Linked DNA regions of Zea mays: regions 1 and 3 are each linked to region 2. A link is a contact called in public Hi-C data. All regions are on one chromosome and are shown on one strand. The core of a region is the stretch at or near the end of the contact, and the rest is flanking DNA. Distances in the headings are between cores, read along the strand shown. Region 1 holds the start of LOC100502340. Region 2 holds the start of LOC100272256. Region 3 holds the start of LOC103637796 (dynamin-2A).

What was found. Hi-C and Micro-C count contacts between places; a contact is called where the count stands out from the background.
Region 1: a Hi-C map of ear shows a contact between it and region 2, with 1.9 times the contacts expected there. The contact joins the promoter of LOC100502340 here to the promoter of LOC100272256 in region 2. A contact is called at or near these places in 3 of 25 Hi-C or Micro-C datasets (bundle sheath, ear and leaf).
Region 3: a Hi-C map of ear shows a contact between it and region 2, with 6 times the contacts expected there. The contact joins the promoter of LOC103637796 here to the promoter of LOC100272256 in region 2. A contact is called at or near these places in 4 of 25 Hi-C or Micro-C datasets (bundle sheath, ear, leaf mesophyll and 1 more).

The regions. Positions count from the first base shown.
Region 1 is chr9:3,251,298-3,254,909 of Zm-B73-REFERENCE-NAM-5.0, reverse strand. LOC100502340 reads right to left here and starts at 1,998. Exons shown (of 4, transcript NM_001363267.1): 1 at 1,303-1,998; 2 at 1,062-1,211; 3 at 9-41. The coding sequence starts at 1,917.
Region 2 is chr9:2,839,871-2,843,036 of Zm-B73-REFERENCE-NAM-5.0, reverse strand. It overlaps LOC100272256, which reads right to left and starts at 1,306. Exons shown (of 8, transcript NM_001146750.1): 1 at 521-1,306; 2 at 318-397. The coding sequence starts at 1,208.
Region 3 is chr9:3,141,372-3,144,888 of Zm-B73-REFERENCE-NAM-5.0, reverse strand. LOC103637796 (dynamin-2A) reads right to left here and starts at 1,406. Exons shown (of 22, transcript XR_004852518.1): 1 at 1,064-1,406; 2 at 888-938; 3 at 661-781; 4 at 444-548; 5 at 1-41.

The DNA of each region.
Region 1 (3,612 bases), core at 749-3,248, 410 kb before region 2:
GTACTTGCCTGTTCTATGATGGCAAAGTAGTGGGAGTTTGCCTGCATTGAGAAACAAAGGAAATTCAATGTAGCTTACTTTTAAAGTAATAAATAAATATGACAAAATACTTTGTTAGAAAAGAATAAACCAACAGAAAGCGTAGTGTTATAAAACACGATAATTAATATATCTCCAGAGTAGATGTTCATTAACATATAATGAAGTAGTACAATATCTGTTAAACAATGAATAGCTTAATAAAAACAAGCTCACAGCAGAAGCAACATGCTAAAGGAAAAACATAAATTAAATATGCCGGTGCTGTTTGTGATCATTTAGCCATAACCCTGATTGTTGAATCTTCTTAGCATGTGTACTAATATATGCAAATTCACGAGCAACAATGCCTGGCAGAATAGTTCACGTAATGCTCAATTGCCCATAGAATATGTAGATTTTGTAAGCTTGAAGTGGCCAGTTAGAATAAGAGCGACAACTACACCTGACACTAGGCCTGAAATGACTTCTACGCATGGAAACTACAAGCACACAAGCCAACAATATATAAAACCAAAATAAGTTACACCCAGTTCATGCCTAAATATGAAACAGCATCAAGCGCATACCTCCCTAAGGTTTGAGATCACAATGTGGGCAAGGAGAAACAATGAAATTTCATATCAGTCCTACAAGCACGCAGGGGCGACGGCAGGGGGGGGGGGCACAGGGGGCAATGCCCCCCTAATGCTCCCCTAATTCTTTAGAACCTGTTAGTTTTTTAGCTAATTTTCATGTAAACAGTGCAAAAAATGCTTCTAACAGCCCCCCTAGTGTAATTTGGTCCCCCTAATTTTGGATCCTGGCTTCACCCCTGCAAGCACGGCACGTCGGATTTCATTTGTCGTCAGCTAGACAACCAGGTAATAAAATGTGAAATGAAATTCCATTTCATTCATGTCCAAGACAGATGATGACGCATGGCATATTAGCATGGCAATGGAAAACACAAGCAAGGAAACAGAAGCTACGGCTTACTCCTTAAGCCTCATCTAAACCACAAAGTTTTGCTTCCTTCTCACCTCATCGTTCATGACCCATCCACCACTCACGATTTCGAGCTGCCTATCACGGACAAGCTTAGCCAGTGCCTCTTGCTTTTTGGGCGGCGCGTCGCGCCACCATCTCTCCAGGTATGACATCTCCTCCCATATGAACTTCCTCCGCGAATCCTATACCATAGCAGAATCCTGACGATGGTCAAAAGGAGAAGAGCACCAACGCCCGAAAGCAAATCTGGAGTGGCGAGAACACTAGGAAGACCTTGGAGAGGGACTCGACGATGGTATCGAGGATGTGGCGCGACTGGCGCTGGTAGTACTCCTCGACGGTGCGGATCCACCCGGGGTCGTTGTGCGAGTGCGGCGCGACGAAGACCTTGAGCTTCTCGGTATCCCACTCGTCGCCCCTGTACTTGACCTCCCACCCCTGCTTCCACGCACCGCCGTCGACGTCGCTGAACTCGATCCGGTCGTAAAGGTCCCTCGTCGTAATATCCACGGGCGCCTCACGTCCGATCCGGTTCGCCACAGCGGCCGCTGCGGCCTCGGCCGCGGCCGAGTCCCGGAGGCGGAAGGCGGGCCTGCGGCTGAGGCGCGCGCGGGAACGGACGGGCGCAGACAGCGCGGCGGAGCGGGATGAGGGGAAGCCGAGACGGAGAAAGGCCAGGATAAACAGCACCGCGAAGGCAGTCGTGGCGAGGCAGAGGGCGCGGCGGGAGTAGGGAGTGGACGCGGAGTGGAGGCTCCCGCGGCGGCGGGAGGAGGCGGGCGCAGAGAGGGAGGACTTGGAACGGAGGTGGTGGTGCGCCTTCGGCTTGGAGGTGGTGGGGAGTAGTGCGCCGGAGCGGGCCCCGCCGCTGCCGGAGAAGAAATGCATCGCCGCCGGTTTCGGGATCGGGATGGAGTGGCCTGACTGACCTCGCGCGGGCTGCCGGTTCCGGGGTCGTCTGTCGTCTCGAGTGGGTGCGCGGTGGGCCTTCCCACCCGTGCCCGGCACGGTCCAGCGATATTTTTGGTCGCTCCGTTTGTTTCGATGACTGGTGGCCCTGTACGAATGGTATGCTTCAATGACATGTGGGGCTACCTCTAAACTTCTAGGTGGTGAACAGTGAACTGAGAAGTGTCAACTGATTCGAACTCATCTTATTGTAGTTAGGGATGATAATTTAACCCGCAAACCCAACATTCGATAGGTACGGATATAGGTAAGGATTTTGACTCGCGGATGTAATTCGCATCTGACCTGAAGTTTCGCGGGTGTGGGTATGAATTTCTATTTCAATCCGTGGGTGACTTGCACCCGACCCGAAATTTGGTTTATTCGGTATTTTACGCAATAACGATAAAGATACAATAGTAATTATTTTCAATAAGTAACTTGGCTAATGATTCATGAAGTGTTTTGTTGCTGCTCAACGTGATAAAGCTTAAAATTCATACATATAACTTAATTATTACTGGTATTTAATTGTTTATAGCTGAATTATTGTTTAAAATTGTACACTGAGTAAAACCCGTGAGTGACCTAAAAACCTTACAGGTTTGGGTGCGCGGTTAGAATTGCACCCGTGGGTGATATCGTGGGCGGGTTTAGATAGACTTCACGGGTATAATTGTGAGCGGGTTTAGGGTCCCTGATTGTAGTTTCTTGGCATTAATTATTATGTCACTTAATTTTTGCAGTGTATTTTATTGTCTACTAAATACGACTTAATTAAAAAAATAAAAATAATTTCTTAATAAAAAACATGTCTATACAAGAGAAATGATATGATACTAATGAGAGGAAAAAATACGTGACGAGACAAAAGAACATTCTACAAAAACTATTCATTAAAAATAGCTTCTACATATGATTTTCATATAAATTAATTGACGTAAAATTTATTTATAGTTTTAACATTTGAACCGCGGAAAGAGCATCTTCAATAGTGACTTATCTTAAGATTTATTTGGTTGGGTTGTGGCTGTGAAAAAAAACTGTTGTGAGATATGAGTTGTAGAAAAAATTGTTGTGAACTTTAAGCTTTTAAAAAGCTAAAAACCATTTGGTGAAAACAACTAAAAACTGATGAAAATTCTTTAATACATATTTTCACAGTTCCCTTTCTTTTAAAAGCAAGTCCAGATGTGATTTTAGTTTTGCACTACGAGAAAGTCGGCTTTTAGAAAAAGTGGTCTATAAATCTAGATCTAGCTCTTTTGTATGACTTTTTGCTTTTAAGGAGTAAAAACCAAAAGCTAAACTAAACACACTCTTAGTGCCTCAAATTAAATTATATGGCTCAAGCTAAAAAAATTGCTCCAACATTGTTCAATGTTACAAAAAATTATTAAAAAATATAGGTCACCTACTGAAGTGACACAAATATAATACACCTTATTAGGATGCTCCATATCTAGATCTAAATGAACGGACGCTTCATAAAAATTTTCTTTCTAGACAAATGGATTAGAATAAAATATTTAGGTTAGTCACTTAATTTGGACCTTTATTTTTAAAGCTTTTTTGGTCTAAATTCTATAAAACATATCTATTTTAAATTTTAGAATATTTTGTTAGGGAAAATTA
Region 2 (3,166 bases), core at 57-2,556:
GTCTCGACAATACTAACATAAATTAGACGACCAAGCCTCAGAATATGCAAAACTCGTAGTGCTATTAAAAAAATTAAGGGACCATGTGTTTGAGCAAACAATTTGAGATCACAACAAAGCCAATCCTGCCAGAGCATAATAATAAATTCAACACTGAACTCTGGCACACCCAAATTTGCATTTGATTTTAGACTTTACAGCCCAACAATACAACATTGCACACCGGAGCAATCAAATTTGCGTTTACAAAACCAATCAATACTATTCACATCACTCTGAAATAAACTGTAAACCAAATCAAAAGAACAACTATTTACCTTTAAGCCAGGCACATAGTCCCCGCGCTTGTAGTAAGCCGGGCTCTTGGAGGCCCTCCACTCTGCCGTCCCCATCCCATCTGCATACACCAGGTACTCCAAAGTCACTCCACTAGCCCACTCTCGATTTCGGAATCCCACCGATGAACAGTACTATCACAGCACTACCAGCTGACCAAGCACATGGTAACAGAAGAACTCACAGTGGTTGTTCTCGCAGACCAATATGACAGGCAGCTTCCAGAGCGCGGCCATGTTAAGCGCCTCGAAGAGCTGTCCCTGGTTGGCGGCGCCGTCGCCGTAGAGGTCAAACGTGACGGTGCCCTCCTTCCTGTACCTCTGCGCGAAGGCGATGCCGCACCCGAGCGGCACCTGCGCGCCGACGATGCCGTGGCCGCCGAAGAAGTTGGCGTCCCGCTTGTAGAAGTGCATGGACCCGCCCTTGCCCCTGGAGCAGCCGTCCCGGCGGCCCATGAGCTCGGCGAAGGCGGCGACGGGGTCCCCGCCGCGCGCGAGGTACGCGCAGTGGTCGCGGTAGGCGGTGATGATGGCGTCGGCGCGGGTGGCTGCGGCCTCCATGCCGACGGCGACGGCCTCCTGGCCGTCGTAGAGGTGGCAGAAGCCTCGGATGAGCTTGGCCTTGTAGAGCGAGTCCGCCGCGATCTCGAAGCGCCGCATGAGCGACATGTCGCGGAAGAAGGACAGCAGCTCCCGCGCCGAGGTGGTGGCCTCGCGCGGTGGCGGGTCCACGATGTGGGACTTGAAGGGCACCGAGGTGTCAACGGTGACCGCGTCCGCGGAGTCGGAGACCCCACGCGCGAGAAGCGGCAGCGGCGCCACGAGCTGGCTGGCGGCGGTGGGGACAAGGCGGCGGAGAATGGCCGCGGCCATGGCGTGCGCCTACAACGGGAACTCGAACAGAGCGGGGCGAGGACGCGAGGTGCGTGAAACGTGTAGGTGTCGAGCGAGCCGCTGGGTGGTGTTCGGCGGAGTGGCGGCCTGGCGGGGGGCGGGGCAGACGGGCAGTGCTGGCTTTCAGTCGCTCGCGGGCCGTGTGCCCGTGTGCCGCGTGGTGCAGACTGGCTTGGCCCGGGGGCGTCGTGGCGTCGCGCGACGGACAGGAGCCTCGAGGGCGGCGGGCGCGCGCCGTGTCAAACGCAGTGACGTGAGCTCGACTTTCCAACAGAAAAGCTTACGGGTACGTACTAGCCAACATGTCACAGGACTGCCGTGCTGGTGCGGTGCCGCCGGCGATCGGTTTTGGCCTGTTGATGACCCTGTTGGTACTGCAAAGTGGGACGAATCCGCCGCAGATCAACGAGTTCGAAAAAAACAAGCAAACCCTACTCGTGACGAGTCGCCACCCTTTTACTTAAACAAAGCAGCCAAGCAGACAGGTGGCTCGCCGGTAAAGCGACCCGGGAGGCGAAGAAGGGACACACGGTCATCTTCGGTTGGATCCCTGGACACCTGTCACTGTTCTTGAATCCCAGATCACGGACCAATCCCGCGGTGACAGGCATCTCCGCAGCGGCCGGCGGAGAGTTGGGCATGTTTAGTATTTTTGAATATTTGTTGGACCATAGTTCATTTTTACTTAAACTCGATGAATAAAATAGATCGAAGAAAGTATTACGGTTTGTTAGGAAGAACCGAAAATAAGTTTGAGGCTGACGAGTCGGCTCAAACATGAAGTAGTTTTGAGTGGTTCGTGAGCCGAGTCGAGCCGGTTTTTTAATTCGTTGGTGCATCGAGCCGGCTAACGAGAAATGCCAAATTGGTCAATCTATAAAATAATGATTAATATATAATTTTATAGATAGTTGGCTCGTTCTTTACTATTTGATGATGGATATATAATAATTCGTAATTCAAAATAGTCGTAATATTGAATGATGATTCTATGTTCTATATTCACATACTGTTAATCCACTGTATAATATAATAATATTTATTAGTATGTTGCTCATGAGCGAATGAGCCAAACCGAGCCCCGTCTCATGAACCAACTTCGAGTAGAGTCTATCCTATTTCTTTAACTCGTCGAGTGGATGAGTCGAACCGAGCTCGGCTCGTTTCAAGACTAGTATATAGAATACAGTGGTGAAATCGAGCGTCGGTTTTTTATGGTGTATTACCCTAAATAAATTAATCTTCATCCAATCTCTCAAGACCTTAAAACTCACGGGATGCTCTCGAGCCCATGAATGACTGAATATTCTTGATGATGACCGACAACCACATCGGAGCATTTGATCAACAAAAAAAAGTGAACAAGTGAAAGTTCTCAAAATCTAAAAAATGAGCTCTCTACTCCAATGAGAACGAAGAAAGAACCCTAACTAAATCCATCATAATCAACTATTGATCCAATGTTTTAGAAAAGTTCCTAGGGTATATAAGTAGCCAAATAAAGAAACGGATCGTAAGACGGATATAACTCCGAAACCACTCAAAACACTGGTGCCACACCCGATTTTCAAAGACAAAGTTGGATGCATCTCATATATGCGACAGAATCAATTTACACATATGATGACTTTAGTGTATAGCAACTAGTGTCACAACTTTATAACATAAATTAAATAACTAAACAAAAAAGAAACTAAACGACGACGGTCAACAGACAATCGACTGGAGCAAAGAAGGCCTAGAACTCCTTAAAGTATTCATAATAGTCTTCCTATTGACCTTGGTCTGAGCACCAAATTCATCAAGAATGAGTACATTTATGATTGGTACTCTGCAAGTGTGTAGAAAAGTGTAGTGGAAGGCTAATCGAAGAATAAGGTTGAGCATATCATTTCACATTTTAATTATGTTGGTCAAAATTTTATTAGCAATTACTA
Region 3 (3,517 bases), core at 157-2,656, 300 kb before region 2:
CTGGTCTATCCCAGGTAAATCAATCAGCTTTAATGAGGGAGCTGAACAAGAAGCAGGAAAAGTACTGTGAGGATTTCATAAAGCAGCACAACAAAATAAAAAAAGGCAAACTAACAAAGAAGACTAAGTACAGAAATTATGTGTGGGGTTCACCATTTTTAGAACATATAAGACATAGATAGAAAGATGTACTCGCAAATGATTATATTGCTCCACAGTGCAATGTGCCAACACAAAGCATACAGTGTCACAAGCATACATATTCCAGCCTAACTGTTATTTCATCATTGTTTAATTTAAGCATGTCATTGTTCAAACCTTACACCATCACCAAAAGTGTGACCATATATTCAACACCATGTTCTGTACAATGCTAGTGAAATGGAAAGAAAAACAGCTACACGGTTGCTTAAATGGTTATACTACTCGCAGCACAAACAAACCTGTACTCGTCCGCAGCTTGAGGTAAATCTCATCAGCACGGCCCCTCCCTGATCCACCAGACGTCCCCTTGCTGAGTCTGTCCTGCAGTGAATGCCGGAGGGCACCTGCAGCACAGCAAAACGAACCAGGAAATTTCAAGATCAAGATCAGGCTCAGTCCCAAGCTTCCAGAACTCGTCAATAGATGCAGGAAGCACGGCCACGACATCCAACTCACTTGCGGAAACCTGCTGCGACTTGCTGTCGATCTGCAGCACGATGGACTTGCTGCTGAGCCCCGGATCCCTCTGCAGGTCAACCACTATTGGCGCCCGCGTCGCCCCGTTCTCCCCCGTCGGCTGCACCGCGCACCAACACCATCCAAATCCAGTAAAAAAACACGGCGCCACAAGGGCAGAGAGAGGAAAGGCAACTAAGCTGCTCCGCTAGGAGGTAGGAGCTCACCAAAACCGGGTGACCGATGAGGCTGTTTAGCACGGCCGACTTGCCAGAGCTCTGCACGAACAAACGGATCAGAACAGATCAGACCGGGTGACACGAGCAGCAGTGCAGCACGCTAGCGGCAGGAGCAGATCGCGATGGGTCTCGTGTGGTGGGGGCGGCGGAGAACCGATACTCACGACGTTGCCGAGGGCGACGGCGTTGAGGAAGGTGGTGGGCCGGCGCGGCGCGGCGGCGTCGGAGGGGTCGTCGTCGGCGAGGAGCGACGCCGCCTGGCGCATCGACTCGGCGAGCTCTGACAGCTCCTCCATGGCCTCCATGGTCGGCGGTCTCACACGCGGCGGATCTCGAGGGGTTGGAGGCTGCGGCAACTGGCGGCGAAGGGGGAGACCGAGCCCTGAGCTCTGCCCTGGCTTGACGCGGATTTGAAATCTAGACGGCGTCACGGGGATGGGATGGAAGAGACGTGGAAAATGGATTTGGGCGACAGACGAGAGAGACTCAGAGCAACTACAAGAAATCACTAAGGACCCGTTTGTTTCGTTGGAATTGAATTCCATTTTAATAATTATAATTTAGATAAAACTAATTAAGTTAAGGGGATGAAGACTATGACTCGGACGAGGTGGCCTAAATTCACCACTTTAACTCTCAAGCCACTACTATACTGCTCGCCTCTCTAAGTCGAGAGGAGTATAATAAGGTGCAAAGGTTAAAAAGTGCGAAGGAAATTTGGGACGTACTCAAGACCGCGCACGAAGGAGACGAGGTGACAAAGATCACCAAGCGGGAAACGATCGAGGGGGAGCTCGGTCGCTTCATGCTTCACCAAGGGGAGGATCTACAAGCCATGTACAACCGCTTGAAGACCTTGGTGAACCAAGTGCGCAACCTCGGGAGCGAAAAATGGGATGACCATGAGATGGTCAAGGTTATTCTTAGATCCCTCGTATTTCTTAACCCTACACAAGTTTAATTAATTCGAGGTGATCCTAGATATAAGCTAATGTCTCCCGAGAAAGTCATAGGAAAATTTGTGAGCTTTGAGCTAATGATTAAAGGCTCAAAGAAAATCATCGAGCAAGGCACCTCCTCCACACCCGAAGCACAACCGGTCGCATTCAAGGCGACGGAGGAGAAGAAGGAGGAGTCTACATCAAGTAGACAACCCATCGACGCTTCCAAGCTCGACAACGAGGAGATGGCGCTCATCATCAAGAGCTTCCATCAAATACTCAAGCAAAGGAGGGGGAAAGACTACAAGTCCCGCTCCAAGAAAGTTTGCTACAAATGTGGTAAGCCCGGTCATTTTATTGCTAAATGTCCACTATCCAGTGACAGTGACAGGGGCGACGATAAGAAGGGCAAGAGAAGAGAAAAGAAGAGGTACCTCAAGAAGAAAGGCGGTGATGCCCATGTTTGCTGGGAGTGGGACTCGGACGAGAGCTCCACCGACTCCTCCTCTGACGAGGACGCCGTCAACATCGCCGTCACCAAGGGACTTCTCTTCCCCAACGTCGGCCACAAGTGCCTCATGGCAAAGGACGGCAAAAGGAAGAAGGTTAAATCAAAATCCTCCACTAAATATGAATCTTCTAGTGATGATAATGCTAGTGATGAGGAAGATAATTTGCGTACCCTTTTTGCCAATCTTAACATAGAACAAAAGGAAAAGTTAAATAAATTAATTAGTGCCATTCATGAGAAGGATGACCTTTTGGATTCCCAAGAGGACTTCCTAATTAAAGAAAATAAGAAGCATGTTAAGGTTAAAAATGCTTATGCTCTTGAAGTAGAAAAATGTGAAAAACTATTTAGTGAGCTAAGCACTTGCCATGAAACTATTAACAACCTTAGAAATGAAAATGCTAAATTAATTGCTAAGGTTGATTCAAATGCTTGTAATGTTTCAATTCCCAATCATAGAAATGACAATGATGATTTGCTTGCTAAAATCAAAGAATTGAACATTACCCTTGCTAGCCTTAAAGTTGAAGATGAGAAATTGCTTGCTAAGGCTAAAGATTTTGATGTTTGCAATGCTACTATTTCTAACCTTAGAAGTGAAAACGATATATTACATGCTAAGGTTGTAGAATTAAAATCTTGCAAACCCTCTACATCTATCGTTGAGCATGTATCTATTTGTACTAGATGTAGAGATGTTGATATTAATGCTATTCATGATCACATGTCTTTAATTAAACAACAAAATGATCATATAGCAAAATTAGATGCTAAAATTGCCGAGCATAACTTAAAGAATGAAAAATTTAAATTTGCTCGTAGTATGCTTTATAATGGGAGACGCCCTGGCATCAAGGATGGCATTGGCTTCCAAAGGGGAGACAATGTCAAACTTAATGCCCCTCCTAAAAGATTGTCTAATTTTGTAAAGGGCAAGGCTCCCATGCCTCAGGATAACGAGGGTTACATTTTGTGCCCTGCCGGTTATCCCGAGAGCAAAATTAGGAGAATTCACTCTAGGAAGTCTCACTCTGGCCCAAATCATGCTTTTATGTATAAGGGTGAGACATCTAGTTCTAGGCAACCAACCCGTGCTAAGTTGCCTAAAAGAAAAACTCCTAGTGCATCAAATGATCATAACATTTCATTCAAAACTTTTGATGCAT